Regions from separate parts of the Mus musculus genome. Here all the other regions are linked to region 3. A link is a contact called in public HiChIP or PLAC-seq and promoter capture Hi-C data. All regions are on one chromosome and are shown on one strand. Each heading gives the region's core, a stretch centred on a gene start, on an enhancer-like site or on the middle of the called end of the contact. The rest is flanking DNA. Distances are from core to core; before and after follow the strand shown.

The links. Promoter capture Hi-C pulls out the DNA fragments that hold promoters and counts their contacts. HiChIP or PLAC-seq counts read pairs in DNA pulled down with a chosen protein or histone mark.
Region 1: a promoter capture Hi-C map of pre-B cells shows a contact between it and region 3, with 5 times the contacts expected there. The contact joins the promoter of Bean1 here to the promoter of Pdp2 in region 3. A contact is called at or near these places in 5 of 39 promoter capture datasets (the 3T3-L1 cell line, hippocampal neurons, pre-B cells and 1 more), 2 of 484 Hi-C or Micro-C datasets (embryonic stem cells and olfactory sensory neurons), 1 of 115 datasets of contacts at active chromatin or transcription factors (pancreatic cancer cells) and 1 of 9 other capture datasets (pancreatic islet).
Region 2: an H3K27ac HiChIP or PLAC-seq map of embryonic stem cells shows a contact between it and region 3, with 4 times the contacts expected there. The contact joins the enhancer-like site here to the promoter of Pdp2 in region 3. A contact is called at or near these places in 4 of 39 promoter capture datasets (the 3T3-L1 cell line, the C10 cell line, hippocampal neurons and 1 more), 4 of 484 Hi-C or Micro-C datasets (the AML12 cell line, B cells, muscle stem cells and 1 more) and 1 of 115 datasets of contacts at active chromatin or transcription factors (embryonic stem cells).

The regions. Positions count from the first base shown.
Region 1 is chr8:104,169,263-104,172,075 of GRCm38.p6, reverse strand. Bean1 (brain expressed, associated with Nedd4, 1) reads right to left here and starts at 1,563. Exons shown (of 5, transcript NM_001141924.1): 1 at 1,072-1,563.
Region 2 is chr8:105,101,628-105,104,434 of GRCm38.p6, reverse strand. No RefSeq gene overlaps it. Among named protein-coding and RNA genes, the nearest start is that of Ces3b, 19 kb to the right of the region's middle. Within about 2 kb of position 1,549, at least 7 of the 459 cell types and tissues checked have an H3K27ac peak or open chromatin away from gene starts, as enhancers often do. A contact at or near this core is called in embryonic stem cells, where this site is marked.
Region 3 is chr8:104,590,220-104,592,919 of GRCm38.p6, reverse strand. It overlaps Pdp2 (pyruvate dehyrogenase phosphatase catalytic subunit 2), which reads right to left and starts at 1,448. Exons shown (of 2, transcript NM_001024606.2): 1 at 1,325-1,448.

The DNA.
Region 1 (2,813 bases), core at 314-2,813, 420 kb after region 3:
GGCTCAGAGAAGTCAAGTGTCTTGCCTAAGGTCACACAGCTGGGAAATCAGCTAAAAGAGTGTCTCATGGCTCCAAAGACCCTGCACAGTCTACTAAACAGAATCATGCATACGTTTCAAAGAGGGAAACTGAGTCACTCAGTGGTGAAGTCATCTAGTAAGCAGTCCTTATCACTGAGGAGAGTCTAGAGGGCCGTCTGTTGGCCCTCAGGTGCACTTGGACTCTTAGAGTTCCCCGATTCTCTAGTATGTCACTTGTGCTCGTCCCTTCCCAGGCTGGGTTTGGCTGCCCATGCTGGCACAGGGGTGGCTGAGAAACGTAGCCCAGGGTCGATACTACGCACCTGTCCCTAGACTACAGAGCCCGAAGGACAACCAGGAAAGGAGGAAGCGGGGGGGGGGGCAAGGGTGGGCATTGCCGAGCTTGGGAAGGGGAGAGTGGCAGGTACCACTTAGTGCTGCGTAGTCAGAGGAACTGCCACCTCGGATTCAGCTTCGGGTCCTTTGCAAGGGACTGCACAGGAAAGTCTTCCTTATGAAGGGAGAGGGTAGGTGGGGGGAGCGGCAAGGATGCTCTTTCTATCCTAGGTAAGACAAAATGAGGCATGGTCCAAGTGACTGGGCCGTTGAATTGTCAAACTTCCTGGCTTAAGGTGGTGGGAGAGGGTTCAGGCTCAAACTCTGTAAAACCCCAGTCCCTCTCCTCTCACCCCAGACAAGAGTGTGCCCTAGTATCTTTTCTTGAGTGGACTGGTCAGCGACCCTCCAAACCGAGGGCACAGGGCTGGGGACCCTGTCATGGGCTTGCATCCCGGGAGGATACTCGTCTGAGACTCAGGCAGACCTCGGATTCCTCGCGTTTCCCCGGGGATTCGCGGGTCCCGGTGACCCTCTCGGGTGTGGGGAGGATGCGGGATCAGGAACCGCAGGAGTCTCGGGCAAACCGCTCAGTTCCTCGCGCGCTGAGGTTCCGCTCGGGACCACGTCCCCCGCCGCCCAGCGCGTCCCCAGCTGCGTGCATAAGCAGCGGTACCCCCGTCTGCGGCCCTCCCCGCGCCCCGCGCCCCTTACTCGGCTTGGCTGCGGCGCTCCGCTCCGTGCGCCGCAGTGCCGGCTCCAGCTTCGGCTCCAGCTCCGGTCCCGCTCGGGCTCCGGCTCCCGCTCGGATGCCGTGGCGCTCCGGCTGGGCTGGGGCGTCCCAGCCGCTTCGCCTGGGCCTGCTGTGCGTGCAGGGGCGGGGCGCACCGGCGGGGCCGGGCAGAACGGACCCGCGCCCTCGATCCGCGGGCAAACAGCCGCCGGCGGTCTCCGGGGCCCTGCCCTGCCCTGCCCTGCCCTGCAGCAGGAACAGCAGCCCCGCCCGTCCCTCCGTCGCGGTCCCCGCGCCGCCGCTCGTTCCACCGTCACCCTCTTGGGCCCTCCTCGGCGGCGGCGCGGCTCCCCGGTCTCAGCTCGGTGGCGCCACGGCCCGGGTCATTGCTGAGATGGGGACGCGGAGGAGGTGGGAGCGGCGAGCCGCGCCCCTCTGCGCACAGCCAGCCCGACACCCACACAGCGTCGGGCAGCGGGCAGGCGGGCGGGCGGGGCAGGGCGGCGGGGAGGCCGAGGGATGTAGGGAGGCCGGCACACCAGGAGGACTTGTGAAGGGTGGACAGACAGACACGTGCAGAGAAGGGTGAACCAACCATATGTCAGAGATGGACAGCCAGAAAGGTTGGACAGAGGCAAGAGCTAAGGGCAGAAGGCAGGGTAGAGGCAGCAGAAGGGACACAGGCTGCTGCTGGCCTTTGGTTTGGGCAGAGGAGCCCGTCAAGGCCACTGGTTCCCAGCTGTTCGAATTCTCTTCACGTAGGCTTGACCAAGGCCTTCAATTTGAGCTATCAGCAGGCTTATTTTCTTCTTCCCTTGCCCACCTGATGCCCTCTGTCCTGGTGCTCAGTCTTGGCAGATGCAAGCCTACCTTGGAAGATGCCTGGCTCAGGGGAGGGACCTGGGCTCCAGCTCCTTCCCTGTATGCACCCCACTTTGCGGCCTCTGGCATGCCGCAGCCCATTCCTAGGCCTGTTATTATTACAAGGTCTCTGCTTATCGCACATTTAAATATGCTGGTGTGCTCTACAGTTACTGGTAGAATCACTTGGAACATTTACTCATCAGGGAGAGTCCCTCAGGGCTGATACATCTTAGTGAGACTGCAGGGGTCTGTCCAGGGTGACAGTTGGTAAATCTGACCAGGGAATCCATAAATTGAGTTGTTGCCAACCCTCTCCAAGCCCTTACTTTATTGATGAGGGAGCTGAGGTTTGAAGAAGGAAGGACACCTGAAACTCTGACGCCTGCCACTGGCTGGAAGGCAGTTCTTGAAAATAAAACATGATGACAAAGAGTTGAACATGTTGATGATAAAAACCTTGGGGAAGCAGAGGAGCCCTGGGGACCTTGTGGAAGAGACTTGAGCCAGCTGCAGGCGCCAACTGGGAGGTGGGGACAAAACAGCCTCCAGGAGAAAGCAGAAGGCTTTGTACCTCAGCTTTGCTAGGTGTGGAGAGTCAGGGTTAGAGCCCCTCCCAGCCTCTGTGGGCAACCGTTCATTTGGGACTCAGCATCCTTGACTGGCTTCCCTTCTGAACACATAGAGGGGTTGATCTCAGCTCACTGGGTCTGTTTTGGGGGTTGGGGGGGGGGAAGCTTGAGCCGTTTGAGCAGCGAGGTCAGAAAAGGCTTGGGTGGGCCCGTTGTCCAAACCCAGACATTTCATTTATTTTGTGGACAAACAAAAGACCAGGATAGGTCCAAACCAGGGAGCTAGGACT
Region 2 (2,807 bases), core at 300-2,799, 510 kb before region 3:
AGTGTCTCTCAGTTTCCCAACTCGTTGTTTACCATGTCTCATTCTTTTGACCAAGTTCCGACAGGGGGCAGCTTAGAACCTTGTGAGGGGGCAATACTACCTGAGAAGAGGATCCAAAGGGCAAGAGAAACCAAAGGCCTAAGAGATAGAGGATCAATGGGAAGGGACACCTGTGAGCCAGGGCAAGGAAGAGGAAGGAGATTGATGCTATCTCCAAGTAGCAGGATTAATGTCCCTTTCAGAGCCTCATCTTGTCCTTGTTGTGGTCTTAGGAACTAGATAAAGTGGTACAGAAATGAGTGTAGAGATGGTTTGTAGTAGGTTAAAATGCCAAGGTGGGTGAACAAGGGGGCTACAATCACATTAGGGAAGGAGATTGTACAACAGTGACAGCTTCAGTTCCCCAAGAAGAGCAGGGACTCCCATAGAACAATCAATCAGCCATTCAGAGCATCATCGTGGGCATCTTTGGCCTGCTATAAACTCCAAATTATTTCTTGGTAGAAGACGCCCATTCTACTAAGCATACTAAAATTGTGACGACTCTAATTGACTCAGTTCAGTAATCATTAACTGGAAATGAGAGATCCCTGGAATTCGTGCCTGTAGAGAGGACAGTGAACATTTGCCGAGCTTTTGCTGGGTGCTGATCTAGGTGCTTTATGGATGATCATCTTTCAAATGCTCATGGAAGACAGTATAGGACTACATCACATTACAAGTGGAACAAATGAGCAACTATAAAGACCACAAAGAATTTGCCTAAGTATTAAGCAGAGGACTTGTTTACCTACACTGCAAAAAACTTGAACAACAACAACAACAAAAACAAACTAGTCACTTGTTGGGGTGAGGGTGCTGGGGGGAAGAAGCAGGTGGAGTTTGAGGCCAGCCTGGTCTACAGAGTGAGTTCTAGGGCAACCATGGCCACACAGAGAAACCCTGTCCCAATTACATACAAACAATCAAAACAAAAAACCCAAACAAACAACTGTTGTGTTTATAAAAAGATAGAGAGACAAGGCATATGTTTTGGTTTCAAGCTTCCCTAGCCTTGAGCAAGCTAAACAGACCTTGAGTGGGATGAATTAGCAAAAGAGAAGGAAAATGCATATAAGTTATTTCAGAGCTCTCCTAGGGACAGGAGGAAATTGAGAGACATCCTACTTCCTCTCTGGCTCCTACTGGAGATATCCTTCATTCAGGTTATGCCGCAGACCCTCTGGGTCCCTCTGTCTGCATTGAACAGGTTTCTGGGTGCAGATGGGCAAGGAGTCGGCGGGTGACAGACAGACCAACACGCGAGATTGTGTAGAATCTGAATGTATTGTCACAAAGTGAACACCAGTCTTATATAGTACAGAAAATAAAAGGGGTAGGAAGTCACAGCAGGCAAAGTACATTGAAGTCGCCTGACACAAAACAAAGGAATGACTTCAAAGGATTTACAGGAACCAGGTAAATGTTTACAGTAAAGAAAAAGCAGTCCTACCTAGAGTCAGCTTAATGACAGGTAAGGATTTCACACTCTAGTGTTATTCCTTTGAGCCTTGTGAAAGCTAGCACCAGGGGGTTTTGCTAATGCAATACCACACCCCCCTATTTCCTAGGCCTTAGTAAATTCTTATATGAGTGTAACTTTTAAGTATCTGAAGAATCTCCATTTGTCAGAAGAATTCACCAACTTGCTTCTAATATGCAATATAGCCTGTACTGAAGATTTCTATCTCAGTGGGATTCCCAGGCTCTATTATGGTATTCCCTTGTTTGGGTGAGATTTGCTACTGTCCTTAGTAAATACTTTGCAGACCATCTCTGAGCTGCTGGCTCCGTCTTTTGTAATGCTTAATTAGTTACTGAATAGGTAACTTCCTTACTGCATTCTTAGAGGATTCCAAGCTCCTTGGCTTCTGGAACCTTGGAACACTGGTGGGAGACTTAACTATATCAGAATTTAATCTTAAAAAGCACTTATAATAAAATAATACTAAAAGAGAGCACGTGGATCCATTCACAGGACTAACATGGGAATAGGGTATGAGTATATGGGTTAATGAGAATGCCAAAACTCCAGGAGATGAGTTTCCGTGAAACTCTTTGCCTCCTGAGTGGCTTCTAGGCTTTTCAGCCGGTCAAGCAGACTTCATTGGAGGGTGTGGCAAGGTTATATCTAGGTCCCTTTGGGACATCAAGTTCTCTTCCCTCTCTGTCAATTGTCTGTCATTGGTGCACCAATCTGTTCATGTGCATCAATTTATGTCTGTTATGTCTGTTTTTGTTTCATTTTTGAGTGATTGTTGTTCTGTGTTTCATGTTTAAAAGAAAAATGGGTAAAATTTTATCTGCTGGATGTCTACCCCTTGATTTTGTTTAACAACTTTTTTTTTTTTTTTTTTTTTTTTTTTTGGTTTTTTGGTTTTTTTGAGACAGAGTTTCTCTGTATAGCCCTGGCTGTCCTGGAACTCACTTTGTAGACCAGGCTGGCCTCGAACTCAGAAATCCACCTGCCTCTGCCTCCTGAGTGATGAGATTTCAGGCATGCGCTGTAAGACCCCCTTTCGGGGACCCCCACTCTAGTCTCGGGAGTGTGAGAGCACCCAAAGAAACACGAGGACCCACTCGCTGTAATTACATGAGGACGTTTAATTACGGAGCTCCGGACCGGCATGAATCCCACACAGGAGATAACAGATGCCGGCCACGAGGCTCGAAAGCCAGGGGCTTTTATGGGGTACGGGGCTTAGGGGTGTGGAATTCAGCATAGCGACACACTATTGGCTTATTCAAACATTAACAGAAAGAACACA
Region 3 (2,700 bases), core at 199-2,698:
ACTTTAGATCCTCCTGCCTCAGATTCCAGGGTAGCTAGAATTAGCCATCAGTTGCTGGTCTCACAGAATTCCTGTGTAATTTGTATTGGTCATTGTTGTTTTGTTTTGAGACAAGGTCTTACTTTGTCACCCTGGCCAGCATGAAATTCACTGTGTAGGTCAAGCTGTCCTCAAAATCAGAGATCTGCCTGCTCTGACGTTCTCAATACCTCATGAGATTAAAAGTGTGTGCACCATGTCAAGATTTCACAACGTTCTGTAAAGACTTAATAAAATACGACACTTCTGAGCCGTCACAGTGCTATCACGCCTTTAATTCCAGAATTCCGGAAGCAAAGGTGAAGAGGCAAGCTGATCTGTGAGTTCAAAGCCAGCCTGATCTACATTGCAGACTGTTACTTTGCTTGACAAAGTAAGCCCATGGGAATGGGGGGGGGGGGTTGAAACTGGGAGTGTGGGTGCACGCCTTTAATCCCAGCACTTAGAAGGAAAAGGCAGGCAGAATTTGAGACCAGGTACACAGAGAAACTGTCTCAAAAATCAACAAAAGGAGGGAGCCACTATTTTTGTCCTTGGGATACATTCTGTACAGATTTTTATATCATTGGGCCAACTACTGTGAACATGATTTCCTATTAAAGGCAATGTTTTCAGTGATAGTACTATTTATGGTTTTTGGCATAAACATTCACAACTACTGGTGACTTGGAGCTTGTTTCCACTAACCTGGTACCAAATTACATGGCATTTGCAGTCACCTTTCCCTTACTTATTTCCAAAACCAGTAGGTCAAAGGGTATAAACGCACTGTCAAACCGATTTCCCAAAGCCAATACCCATCCCGCTGAACTTGGGACAGATGAGGTCGGACAGGGGCAGATGGCCTCAGACGCCCCTTGACCCTGCAGAAAGGACAGGCAGCTGTGCGCAATGAAAACCATTCGCCTCCAATGGGACAGAAAGAATTTAGCACCCCTAAAGAAACCAAGTCTCTTGATTTCTTGGCTGGACCGCAAGGCTCTAAGAAATCCCAGCCCCCGTTTAGTGGCTGAGCCTTGGCTTTCCAAGGTGTAAGAATCCAGTTGCGACGTCCAGCTCACCGGTGCTCCAGTACTAAGGAAGCTGGTGCAGAGAACCGGCTAAGCAGTCGTCTCCTCCACCAGTGCGCGGGCCCACGTGGCGCGTGCGCGCGAGTGGGGTGACCATGACCAGGGGCCAGCTCGTCCCGCCCTCTCACCTCATCCCCCTCTCCGCCCCATCACCTGAGGTACCCGTAAACTAGGCTAGGGAAGGCGTCCGCACCCCGAATCGTCCCCTTCCTTACCTCGTATCCTCGTCCTCTCCTCCCCAGCTGGCGCCGCTGGCACTCGGCGGATCCTCTCGGCTCACTCTGGTCCTGAGCACAGTTCCGCGGTTGCTGCGACTGGGTTTTACTTCCCTGGAGAGGCCCCCAGTCGAGGAACCAGCACCAAAAGAAATATCCCTCCCGCCATTCCTGATTGGCTTATCCTTGGAGGCGGGCCCTTGACGGACATTGAGATTACCCAATGGATGAGGAGGGCAAAAGGAAGGCAGAGGGGCGGGGCCGGGAGGGGCCACCCTGCACTCTACCCCCTGGGGTTACCCGTGGCTTTTGTGCAGCCGCTGCGCCAGTAGGTCGTCACGTGGGGCTCTTCCCCAAGCTTCCCTTATCACCACACCCTGCAAAGCCAGAACCAAGAGACCTCTCCAGTTCTTTACAGTTCATTCTCACATAGATTCCTCCCGGGTTTTGTTCCGTTCCCTCCAAGCCTCTCTCCAAAGTGCCACATCTTTATTATCTTTGGACACCTATCTTGAAGGCTTTATGGACACTCTAGGTTCTACTTGCCCTGACCTTATCTTCCAGTCAAACCTGCTTTTCTTCCTAAACCAGCAATGGCTTCGCCGGCCCCAGAAGACCCAAGTCCAAACACCAGGGTCAATTTGATGCTTCCCTTACTGTCACACACTTTAATCCTGTCATTCCCACCTCCTAAGTCCCTTCCCACCCATCCATTTGCCAATGCCAGACTCCAAAGCCTTTAAGGCCCCCTACTTCCAAATTACACTTAGTCCCAACCGATTTTCCTTCCTTTACAAACAGCTAGAAGGAACCTTCTAATACTCACATTTCTGATCTAAAGAGTTCATTGGCTCCTTACTAACCACCATTTTGAATTCTCAATTACATTGGCCTCTTAGCGACAAGTGATGTTAGCCGCACCTTTACTTGTTGGTAGCTTGGGAGAGCCAGAACCAGAGAGGTCCAGAGCTTTCCCTCCTTGCCTTCTGGTCCTAACAATAGCTGAGTCTGGTCTTCACCTTATAATGTGTGAGTCAGTAGAGTCCTTTCTTGAAGTCAAAGAGAGATAAGAGATAGCAGAAAGGTCTGAGAGTGCTGTCTCTGGAAAGAAAGGCAAGCTGGTTTACCCAAAGTCACGTCTGAGGTAAAAGTGTTCCTGCTGTATTTCTGTGATGTGTCCCCTTACTGGGCCTCAGGCCTCTCAAGGAGGTGGTTGCTTGGGAGTGTTTTGTTTTATTTGTGTTTTTGAGGTAGCATCTCACTAGGTAGCCCTAGCTGGTCTAGAACTAGCTATGTAGAACCGGCTGGTCTCCAATGTACAAAGATCCACCTACTTCTGCCTCCCAAATTCTGGGATTAAAGGCGTTTGCTAAATC